Linked DNA regions of Sus scrofa: all the other regions are linked to region 1. The links are chromatin contacts, called in public Hi-C and HiChIP or PLAC-seq maps. All regions are on one chromosome and are shown on one strand. Each heading gives the region's core, a stretch centred on a gene start, on an enhancer-like site or on the middle of the called end of the contact. The rest is flanking DNA. Distances are from core to core; before and after follow the strand shown. Region 1 holds the start of SMARCD2 (SWI/SNF related, matrix associated, actin dependent regulator of chromatin, subfamily d, member 2). Region 2 holds the start of DCAF7 (DDB1- and CUL4-associated factor 7). Region 3 holds the start of TEX2 (testis-expressed protein 2).

Region 1 (3,482 bases), core at 132-2,631:
AGGTAACCCACTTTTAGGGAGAAAGAGGAGAGGGATCCCTGAGAAGACCAAGAGGCAGGAAAGCAGCAGCAAAAGCAGGGTTTATCACTGGAGGAAAGATACCAGGAAGTACAGATGAGCAAAACTGACTAAAAATGGTTGCTCTATAAATGTGGAACGCTGTGGGGCAAGTCTTGGTTGGGGATGAAAACAAAGGAGAGGATTTGTATGGTAAAAAAGTCTATCTTGGATACTTAAAAAGTGTAGTCTGAGTAACAACAGCATTGCTCAGGAGCTTGTTAGGAATGCAGAATCTTGAGCCTACCCTAGAACCCAGGCCTACTGAAACTTAATCTGCATTTTTAACAAAAGCCTCAGATGTTTCTTATGCTCCTTAAAGAAGCACTGGTCTGTATCATGGGGAAAAAAAATCCCAGAATGTCAGAGGGGCTCCCTGGCACAGCTGAAGCAGCTTTATTTTGCATACCTGCTAACACAGATCTGATTTCCGAAAAGGTATTAAGTTTTTGAATAGTGCTTTAAATCCTGGAGAAAGACCTTATTTAACTTAGGGGTTTCTCATAATGCAAACTTCCTTCTCCTAGAAACATTTCCTCTGGAGTAAAGTATTAGAATTCCTTAAAGTGAGGCAGAGGCACGTTCGAAATATGCGATAAAAACTTGGCGCTTGGCCAAGTCCACTCTTCGCACAGCTGCATAGGGTCTGGAGCAGCCAAGTCTCTTGACAGCTCTGAGCCACTAGGATGGGCTTTTAGAGTCACGCTGGCGGCTGTTCTGCCGCAGAAAGCAGCTTTAAGTTGTCTGTAATGTTAAAACGTAGAAAGGAGCTCTGACAACTATTTTCAGGGACCGAGGCTGGGTACCTCGGCGAACCAGCCGCAAGGGGGGAAGAGAGCAGCAACTACCCGTTTACTACAGTAGTGCTAGTGACCTTCGACCTCTGACCTTCTGCATTTCTTGAGTTGCTTCCGCCCCCTCCCCTCCAGTGGAGGGCCGGCCCAAGGGTATGGGCGGGGCTCCGGGGACCGGCGGTTAGAGGCGGTGCCTGTAGGGGGGCGGGTCTCGCGAGGGCGGTATTTGAGGGGGCATCCTCGCATTGGCCAGCTGGGTATAGGCGGGGCCTAGCGCTGGGCTGGGTTAGGCGGGGGAGGGAGTTAACTGCAGCTTCTGGGTAACTGGACGCTGGCGTTGAAACCTCCAGAGACCGGCGAAGGCTAGCGGGCCCGTAGCGGATCCCGGATCCGGAATTTCCCGGGCAGGACCGGAATCAAGACCGGCCCGGCCCCAAACTGGGTTTGTGAGGAACTCGCGAACTTGGATTAGGAAATCCCGGAACCCGGATCAACAAACCCCAGAACCCGGAATTTAGATCGGAAAGTCCCGGACCGCGGAGCGCGGAGCGAACTCAGCGCGGAGCCCGGAGCCCGGATTGAGACACCGCGGGACGGGACGGAGCGATGTCGGGCCGTGGCGCGGGCGGGTTCCCGTTGCCCCCGCTGAGCCCTGGCGGCGGCGCGGTTGCCGCGGCCCTGGGAGCACCGCCTCCGCCAGCGGGACCCGGCATGCTGCCCGGACCGGCGCTAAGGGGGCCGGGGCCGGCTGGAGGCGTGGGGGGCCCGGGGGCCGCCGCCTTCCGCCCCATGGGCCCCGCGGGCCCCGCAGCACAGTACCAGGTGAGGAGGGCTGAGGGGCGGGCGGCGCCGCGAGCACACTCGGGTAGGGGGCGAAAGAGGCCTCGAGTGAGGGTCCTGGAGCAGCCTTCCTGACAGAGGGCACAGGGGCTCTGCATGCGGAGTTCACGGGGCACTGTGCGGGGCAAAGCCAGGGACTCTGGGGCTCGGCTAGGTGGTTGCGGAGGAGTTAGGGGAGAAGGTAAGAGCGACTCTCGGGTGAAGGGTTTGAAGCTGTTGGGAGGGTGTGAGGTCTTGGAACAGGGGTTCTGAGTAACTGAGAGATGGAGGAGTTGTTGGAGCTAGTGAATTGTAGGCGGGTGGCTTGAGAAGTCTAGTGTAGATTCTCCGCAATGGGGTCCTGGGAAGTGATGAGAAAGTTTTGGAAAAGGGCCCTCACTGAGAAACCAGGGTTACCCTACATTGGTCTTGGTCCTACTCCAAGGCTGCTCTTTTTTCTCTAGTTGGGAACTGGCAGAGTTTTAGCGTGTCTGAGATGGCTCCCAGCTGCTGAGGAGGAAGAAGGGCCTGGCTTCCCACCGACAGGAGGTGGAGGATAGGACCAGCGATTCCAGCCTGTGCAGGGGGAGTCTACTCCTGGGTCATGCGCAGGGGCCTTCACACAGGGGTGACTCTGGGTTAGACCAGAGAGGGTGGTGGCTAGGCCTGAGAAAGGAGGGAAACCCAGCCCATTCTGGACAGACTCTCTTTGGCTTTCTGCCTGGTGTCACAGTGTCCAGGAGTTGATTAGTCTGGGGGAGCATAGAGGCTCCAGTGAGCCTTGCTGGTCTGGGGCTGGAGGAGCCTGTGAGAGTTGCTTCAAAGGGTTCTGTCCTTACCTCTTTGGTGCTTGGCTTTGCAGAGGGCTTCTTGGGTTGCAGCTTCAAAGGCCATGGAGATGCAGAGACTCCATTCTTGGGGTCAGTGTGTGAGGAACTCAGCCTGACCCTGGGGTTGGGGCTTACCAGCCCCCAAGTTCATTGTTTCTGGTTGCCCCAGAATGCTTAGGAATTGTGCCCATTCTTTTCCTACCCTCTGTCCACTTTTTTTTTTTTTGTCTTTTGTCTTTTTAGGCCTGCACCCGCGGCATATGGAGGTTCCCAGGCTAGGGGTCGAAGCAGAGCTGCAGCTGCCAGCCTACATCAGAGCCGCAGCAACGCCAGATCCGAACCATGTCTGCCACCTACACCACAACTCATGGCAATGCCAGATCCTTAACCCACTGAGTGAGGCCAGGGATTGAACCTGCAACCTCATGGTTCCTACTCGGATTCGCTTCCAGTGCACCACAACGGGAACTCCATCCCCACTTTTAATTAGCCTTTTAGGTTCTCACAACGCCATCTGTATCCCAATCCATGTATCCCAGCACTTGACACTGGCTTCTTGCTAATCTCTCAGGGAAGCTAGGAGATTCTCGTGTCTCCAGTAGAGGTCCCCCAAATGGATCCTCATAGAGTAGGGTACACATCCTCCCAGGACCCCTGGGCCTTCACTTTGTAAAGAGATGCTTAACTGGGGACAGTGATTTTTCCCTCTAACTTCTCATTCTCCCTCCACCCTCTAAAGAAAACCTAGGGCCTGGGTATTGATAGAGACAGACCTGGTCCCAGCGGCTCCAGCTGGGATTCATCTTTCCCATCTTGCTCTCCCCCTTGGCCCAAGGTGTCACGGAGGGGTCCCTGCATCTGTCATTCTGGCCCTTGGGCCAGTTAGCTGAGGTGCCTCCCTTTGGGCTGTTGGCCTGGGAGGGATCTAAAGGGCAGATAGGAGCCCCTCCACTTTTCCTCAACCTGCAGCCCATGGGGAATG
Region 2 (3,116 bases), core at 268-2,767, 260 kb after region 1:
AAACAAAATTACAATGCTCAAATGTTTTCTAAAGGACTTCTTTCCTACAACAAACTGTGGGTCAGAAATAATAAAACTTACCTATGCAGTGTCCCACAGCTAATCAGTGGACTAGACAAGGCCTAATCCTAGAGCACCTGGCCTTTTCCCCTGCACCATGCCTCTGCCCACAATTTATTCTTAAATTAGACTGTTCCTGGTGTCAAGCAGGTGTACAGGTTTTAAACACCACTAAGCATGGCTCTCAGTTGCTCTGATCACTATCAGTCAATCACAACGCTTACTCTAATACAATAAATGGCAAACTACGGAGTAATGGAAAGAAAATTCTTTCCACTAACTTATTCAACTTCCAAAACTAAATTTATGTGTCACTGCCAGCTTCAAGCTTCCTCCTATTAACCGCGCTTCTAAAAAGGATTCTCAAATTGTGGATGTCCAGAAAGACTTACTTCTACTCCAGGTTACTTGTCTGTATCAGCATGAAAGATGCCAAGAAAACAAATGGCAAGCATCACCCTTTTCTATGCAGAAGACAATAGCCATTGGCAAGATTTCCAAAAAGAGATAGCTTTGAAGAGGACGAATATGAGGCAGCAATAGCAATGGCAATCCCGGCAGAAAGGCTGGGGAAATCCAGGGAACAGGGGGCGGTGAAACCTGCTAAACAGTCCTAATAGAAATCTAGTGTGGCCAGGGGAGAAGGACCACGGGGCTCCAGCATCTTCTTCGCAGCCATCACTCCCTCATCCCTCCTCCGCCCCCCAACTGAAGCTGCAGGAGAGGAGGGGATAGGCGTGATAAACGGCACAGCTCTGCGCTGCAAACTTGGGTTTGAGACCTGTTTCCGTCACGCAATAGCTGTCTGACTGGGGCAAGTCACAACACGGTGCCTCAGTTCCCCCATCGGTAAAATGCGGGTAACTACACTCCTGACTACCCAGGAATGCTGCAAGGATTAAATGAGACGAGAGCGAAACCCTCTGCACAGGGCCAGACACAGAGGAACCGCTCCGTGGCGCTAAGGCAGGTCCGCAGGAGGGTCCTGGGGTCTGAGCTCCGGCCGGGAAAGGGCGCTCCAGGTGCCCGCGTCCCTCTAGCTGGGTTCCGAGCCCCTGCCCGGCCCACCTTGTTGTTGTACTCCTCCACGAAGCTGCCCAGCGCCAGGCGAAAGCGCTTGTCGGGCCGCACGCTCCAGTTCATGGCGTAGACGGTCCAGGGCGCTTCATACTTGTAGATCTCCTTCCGTTTGCCGTGCAGGGACATAGTGGCGGCGGCGGGGCCGCAGTGCGGGCCGGGACGGCAGCGAGCTGCGGCGGGCGGGGCGCGAATCGGGCAGGGAGTCAGGCCTGGGACGGAGGGGTCCGAAGGGAGGCGGGGCGGGGGCGGGTACGGACAGCCTAGCCCGGAAGCGGGGCCGCTGCTACAGACAACGACAGCCGAGCCCGACCCCCACTTTCAAACCTGCTTCGGCTCGGACAACAACCACCTTCCGTTTGAGACCCCGCCCCACCCTCTAGAACGGAAGCCACGCGACCCCCTCAGCGGCGCCGGCCGTTGGCTACCTGACACGTCCTTTCGAACGGCTCCTTCTCCTCATTGGCTAGTGTACCCGTAGCTTCTGAAACCTCCTTGCTATTGGTGCGTATGGTTGTCATTCCGATTACTTGCTCTGCCCAACTCCAGGGGGCAGGCGCTTTCACAGCCACAAAGGTCATTGGCTGACAAAGATGTCAGTCAGAGAGATAACGGCGCAGTGCGGGTGAATCGGGGTGTGGGCGGCTTAAAAGCTCGCGTACTGTGCAGCAGGCCTCCAAGTTCTAGGCCAAGTCTCTGAGAGTGAAACCTCTTACGTGACTGCTCTGACTTCCCCACTGCAGCTGCTATTCTGACCGGATTCTCCACGTTGGCGAGTGAAAATGAAAAGTCTGCCTTACGAGAGGGCCTGCTGCGTTTCGCGGCACTGAGCTCCCGGGCCTTGCGGACGGGCCTGCGCCGAAGGGAAACCCCTTTATTTCCCTGCTTCGCCAACGCCTCCTTTAAATTGGAATGTTGTTCTCCCAGCGTACCAAGGGCAGACGGCGGACACGCCGCTCTACTCAGGACCAGGCCAGCTTCAGTCAACCTTTCCTGGCCATTCTAGAAGTGCTTGGAATTAGAGGATTGGTCTTCAGCAGGCAGCAACCCCGCCAGCGTGGCTGTCAGCTTCTGTTTCCATCTTTTCCCACGAGCGTCCCAAGGCAAATGCTAATCTAGCCTTAAATATATAAGTGTCTTGAATTTGAAATGGGGAAGGGTCAGAATCTAGGTAACATCTCTTTATAATTTAAATGGTTTCCAATAATTTGCTTTCAACAAAACTAAGCAAAAAATTGTATTGAATTGTTAGATAATATATCATTAAATATAGTATTTAGTGGAGTTCCTGTTGTGGCTCAATGGAAACAAATCTGACTAGTATCCATGAGGACGCAGGTTCGATCCCTGCCCTCGCTCAGTGGGTTAAGGATCCGACATTGCCATGAGCTGTGGTGTAGGCCAGCGGCTACAGCTCTGATTCGATCCTTATCGTGGGAACCTCAATAGTTAGGGCACATGTGACCTTAAAAAGACTATATATATATAGTTTTTAGTGATAAAAGTGATTGTTAACAGAAAACTCAGAAAGAAGGACGCACGTTTGATCACCAGCCCCACACAGTGGGTTAAGGATCCAGGGTTGCCACAGCTGCAGTGTAGACGGCAACCGCAGCTGGGATCTGATCCCTGGCTAGGGAACTCCATATCCATGTGCTTCCAGGTGGCCAAAAAAAAAAAAAGAAAGAATTCAAAGAATTGAGTGACTGAGTGACACTGTTTAATGTAACAAACTCCTCACAGTCCTATCCACTTCCGTAGGTGAACAAGTTTTCTGTGTTTATGTCTTCCTCTAATAAAAAAATAATATTCATTCACATACATGGACTAATTGAGAGGAAAATACCCTCTCTTAAGAGCTGTATTTCCAGTAAAATTTTAGTTTCTATAAAAATTTAAATAGAGAAGAGTTCCCGTTGTGGCTCAGTGGTTAACGAATCCGACTAGGAACCATGAGGTTGCGGGTTCTATCCCTGGCC
Region 3 (3,432 bases), core at 170-2,669, 330 kb before region 1:
CTGCGACCTACACCACAGCGCATGGCAACGCCGGATCCTTAACCCACTGAGCGACACCAGGGATGGAACCTGAAACCTCATGATTCCTAGTTGGATTCGTTAGCCACTGAGCCACGTCAGGAACTCCTGTTTCTCTATTAATTAACTGTCTATGTTGCACATTTCCAGATTTCCACAACTGGAGCCCTCTCCATTTCAAACAAGGATTCCTTTTTCTTTGGGAAGGCCAAGGGGAAGCAAATGGTGATCCCAGGCAGTGATGTCTGCAACCCAGAGACTTCATCCCGATGAGGCTAACTCATGTGTGTGTGTGGAGCTGTTGCTGGTGAACACAGCATTCATCAGATATCAGAGCAAAAAAAAGGGGGGTTGTTGTTCAATTTGCGGGTTCTGGTGGAAGAGCTGACTTTCAAGTTCAGATCATGACTTCTGGGTCAGATGTATGTCTGGGACATGGGGATGGGGAGAGGAATGTGTCTGGGAGGGTGAGCAGGGCTTGATGGTGTGGGAGTCAAGTTCCAGAAGGGCAAGGGTTATAACTGGGCCTGGTGATGGCAACGAGGAAGGGTGTGTTTGCCCTTAAAGCATTTAAGCATTGTCTCATGAGTCAGAGAACAAGACCGGCTAGTTGCTTCATTCCCGCCCCGTGCCCTTCAAGTTCAGGTCTTAGTATGACCCATTCACGGAATGTTCTGAGTTTCTCAGTAGGCAGCCTCCAGCCCAGCAAGTTTCCTAAACATATATTATTGATCTTCAGAATGAAAACAACAAAAAAAAAGAGGTTATCTTTATTTGTGGCAGTTGAAGCAGAATTTCATTACAGTGATGGACTGTGAAATATATATCTGAGTGTGGCTATTGTACCACCTACATCAGAATCACCGCGGGGGAGGGATGTTGAGAAATGTATACTTTCCCCAGTTCCATTCCAGACACAGGGAATGTCTGTTAGAAATCCTGCAGGGTGAGGCGAATATCTGGGATTGCACGGGAACAGATGTGTCTGACAGCACTCTAAACCTCAAATTAGAGTCCATTTGCCAAGCGGGAGACCCTTGCTTCTCCGAGCCTCAGTTTCTTCTTCTGACAGAGGCAGGTTCTATCTCTACTTGTTGCTAGGTTGCAGGAGGAGGAAATTAATAAGTACAAAGTGCTGATAAGAGCCGGGCTGCTGGCCTGGGAGAGAAGAGAAGCTCTTACCCCTCCACTCCAGGCTCTTCCAGGTAACGCCGCCGCAGTCCCTCTCCCGGGCCTCGTGGACGGCGGCCCCTTTAACAGGCCTGACCAATCGCCCGCCCATTTCCGCGGCTGCTCCTCGGCGCGCGGGTAGGGGCTGGATTGGCCGGGCCTGGCGCGCGGCCTGCTCCGCCCCCGCCGCCCTCTGGTTGGAGGCGACGGCCGCGGGCGCGGGGCGGATCCGCCGGCGGGGCGGGGCGGCCGGTGCCCCGGGGCGGGCGGGCGGCCGGACGGCTGCGGGAGCCCGAGCCGAAGCCGGAGCCGAGGCGGCCGTGGAGTACGGGCGCCGGCGCACTACAATGAGGCAGCCAGTGGATCCAGGGTGAGCGTGCTCGGGGCCAGGCGGGGCGGTGGAGGGACCGCCCGCTGAGAAGGCCTGGGTTGGGTGGCTCCGGCTTCACTGGGTCCAGCGTGCGGCCCGGGGCTGGCGGCCGTTAGTGCGGCGGGGCGCGGGGGTCCGGCTCCTCAGGAACCCACTGTCACGGTTTGGGTGTTGACGGGGACGCCCACTCGCGACGCCCTCGGGCGCACCCTTCTTCCCTTTGGGGCGGTGTGGGGCGGTCTGGGCTTGACCCCGCTGGAGGTGTGAGCTGGCGGGTCGCTGTAGCATGCCGTCCGCTGGCTCCGGACTCGGCCCCGGCCGGGGAGGACTGCCCACATGCAAACTAAGGGAAAACGGCTTGTAATTTTATGAATGGGGCCCCGCGTTCCTGCCGCCCCCCGCGCCATCGTCGCGAAATGCCTGAAAGTCGAGAACCATAGTTACTTTTACGCGGATCCTTCAGAGGCTGGCTGCGCCTCGGGTTGTTTTTCCTCTAACTCCTGGAAATCGCGGGTGGCGGTGGGTGGTTTGCGTGCCTTAGACCTGAGGCGGCGGCGTCCCGAAAGCCGAGGGTTTGGAAGGTTAACAAGTGACATTGGGCTGAGGCCTAACGCCAGGTGCCCTGCCCGGGAGCGCGGGTGTGACGGCGTAGGCTGTGCTGCTGGCGAGCTCACGAATGCAACCGTGGGGCCGGAGATGGACTGGACCGCCGGCTTCACTTGCACCACGCACGCTGCCTAGAATGCATGGCTGACGCGGGAGTCGGTGCAGGGGAGTTTTCCCCTTTCAAAAATGGTTTTTGGAAAACTTAGCCCATCGGTGGGTTGATGGTTACTTAAACCATCGGTTGTTATGGTTACACGGCATCCAGTATAAGGGCAGAGTCTGTTTCCACCCTCGCTCTTCCTCCAAGGCTATGAAGTACTTTGTCACTAGGTTTTAATAGACGCTGCCCAAGGAGGGCATACTTTTTCAGAGTTAGAGGAAAAGCGTGGGCTCCCTGAAGGTAGGGGGAGGTGCCATATTCATGTTTGAAGTTCTAGGTCTTGACACCATGGCTTCTCTGCCCAAGAACTGAAAAGAACCAGCCTTTCCGCACGGTTTGGTGATTTTCATCAAAGGATTTAAAGGAGTCCTTTCAGGAGCCTGATGTAAGCTGGAAGGGAAACGAGTGACTTTTATGTGGAAACCAAAAAGGAACAACAGAGGGGCAGATGATCCTTGAATTCTAGGATAGGGAGTGTTTGCAGAGTCTAGGGTTGAGAGTTTTGAGCTCAGTGACACAGTGAAGCTTTTCTCATAGGAGGTATTGGAAGAGCAGAACTGCCATTTCATATCACTTCTTAGCCAATTCTTAAATTATTTCAGGCATCTTTCAAATTTTTCTAAAAGTTGATGGTCTAAACTTATGGAAAACATCAGGCTCCTGAGGCCATGGGGGTAGAGTGGGATTTTTTGCCATATGGTTTCTCTTTTTCACATGGGCCTCTGGGAGTGTCAGGAAAGGCGTGAAAGGGGGTGGGGATGAGAGGGGTGTAGAGGGTGGCTTGCCTGCACATTTATCTCTGGGAAAGGTGCTGTGCCTGAGAGGAAGGAGATTAACAAGCTGATTCAGATCAGATGATGGTGGCAATTGAGACAACTGCCAAGTAACCCGAGGGCTGGGATAGAGGAGCAGGGAAGAGAAAGTGCAGGGGTTTGGTGGGGCTCAGGGTGCTGGGTCTTGCTGGGCTTTGTTGGAGGCTTGAGGAGCAAGTAGACGTCATCCTGTGAGAGGATGGGAGACATCGTGTTCTCCAGGTGTGTCGTTTGTATATTAGAGATGATATTTTCAGAGTGCTTCTGGAAACAAAGCAGGGTATTAGGCTTTCAGG

What was found. A called contact is a pair of places that touch in the nucleus more often than the background predicts. HiChIP or PLAC-seq counts read pairs in DNA pulled down with a chosen protein or histone mark.
Region 2: an H3K27ac HiChIP or PLAC-seq map of alveolar macrophages shows a contact between it and region 1. The contact joins the promoter of DCAF7 here to the promoter of SMARCD2 in region 1. A contact is called at or near these places in 1 of 5 promoter capture datasets (fetal liver) and 1 of 2 datasets of contacts at active chromatin or transcription factors (alveolar macrophages).
Region 3: a contact with region 1 is called in a Hi-C map of skeletal muscle, with 4 times the contacts expected there. The contact joins the promoter of TEX2 here to the promoter of SMARCD2 in region 1. A contact is called at or near these places in 3 of 47 Hi-C or Micro-C datasets (heart right ventricle, liver and skeletal muscle).

The regions. Positions count from the first base shown.
Region 1 is chr12:15,090,545-15,094,026 of Sscrofa11.1, forward strand. It overlaps SMARCD2 (SWI/SNF related, matrix associated, actin dependent regulator of chromatin, subfamily d, member 2), which reads left to right and starts at 1,382. Exons shown (of 13, transcript NM_001244252.1): 1 at 1,382-1,673. The coding sequence starts at 1,458.
Region 2 is chr12:15,349,479-15,352,594 of Sscrofa11.1, forward strand. DCAF7 (DDB1- and CUL4-associated factor 7) reads right to left here and starts at 1,518. Exons shown (of 7, transcript XM_003131294.4): 1 at 1,129-1,518. The coding sequence starts at 1,266.
Region 3 is chr12:14,763,035-14,766,466 of Sscrofa11.1, forward strand. TEX2 (testis-expressed protein 2) reads left to right here and starts at 1,420. Exons shown (of 15, transcript XM_021066767.1): 1 at 1,420-1,558.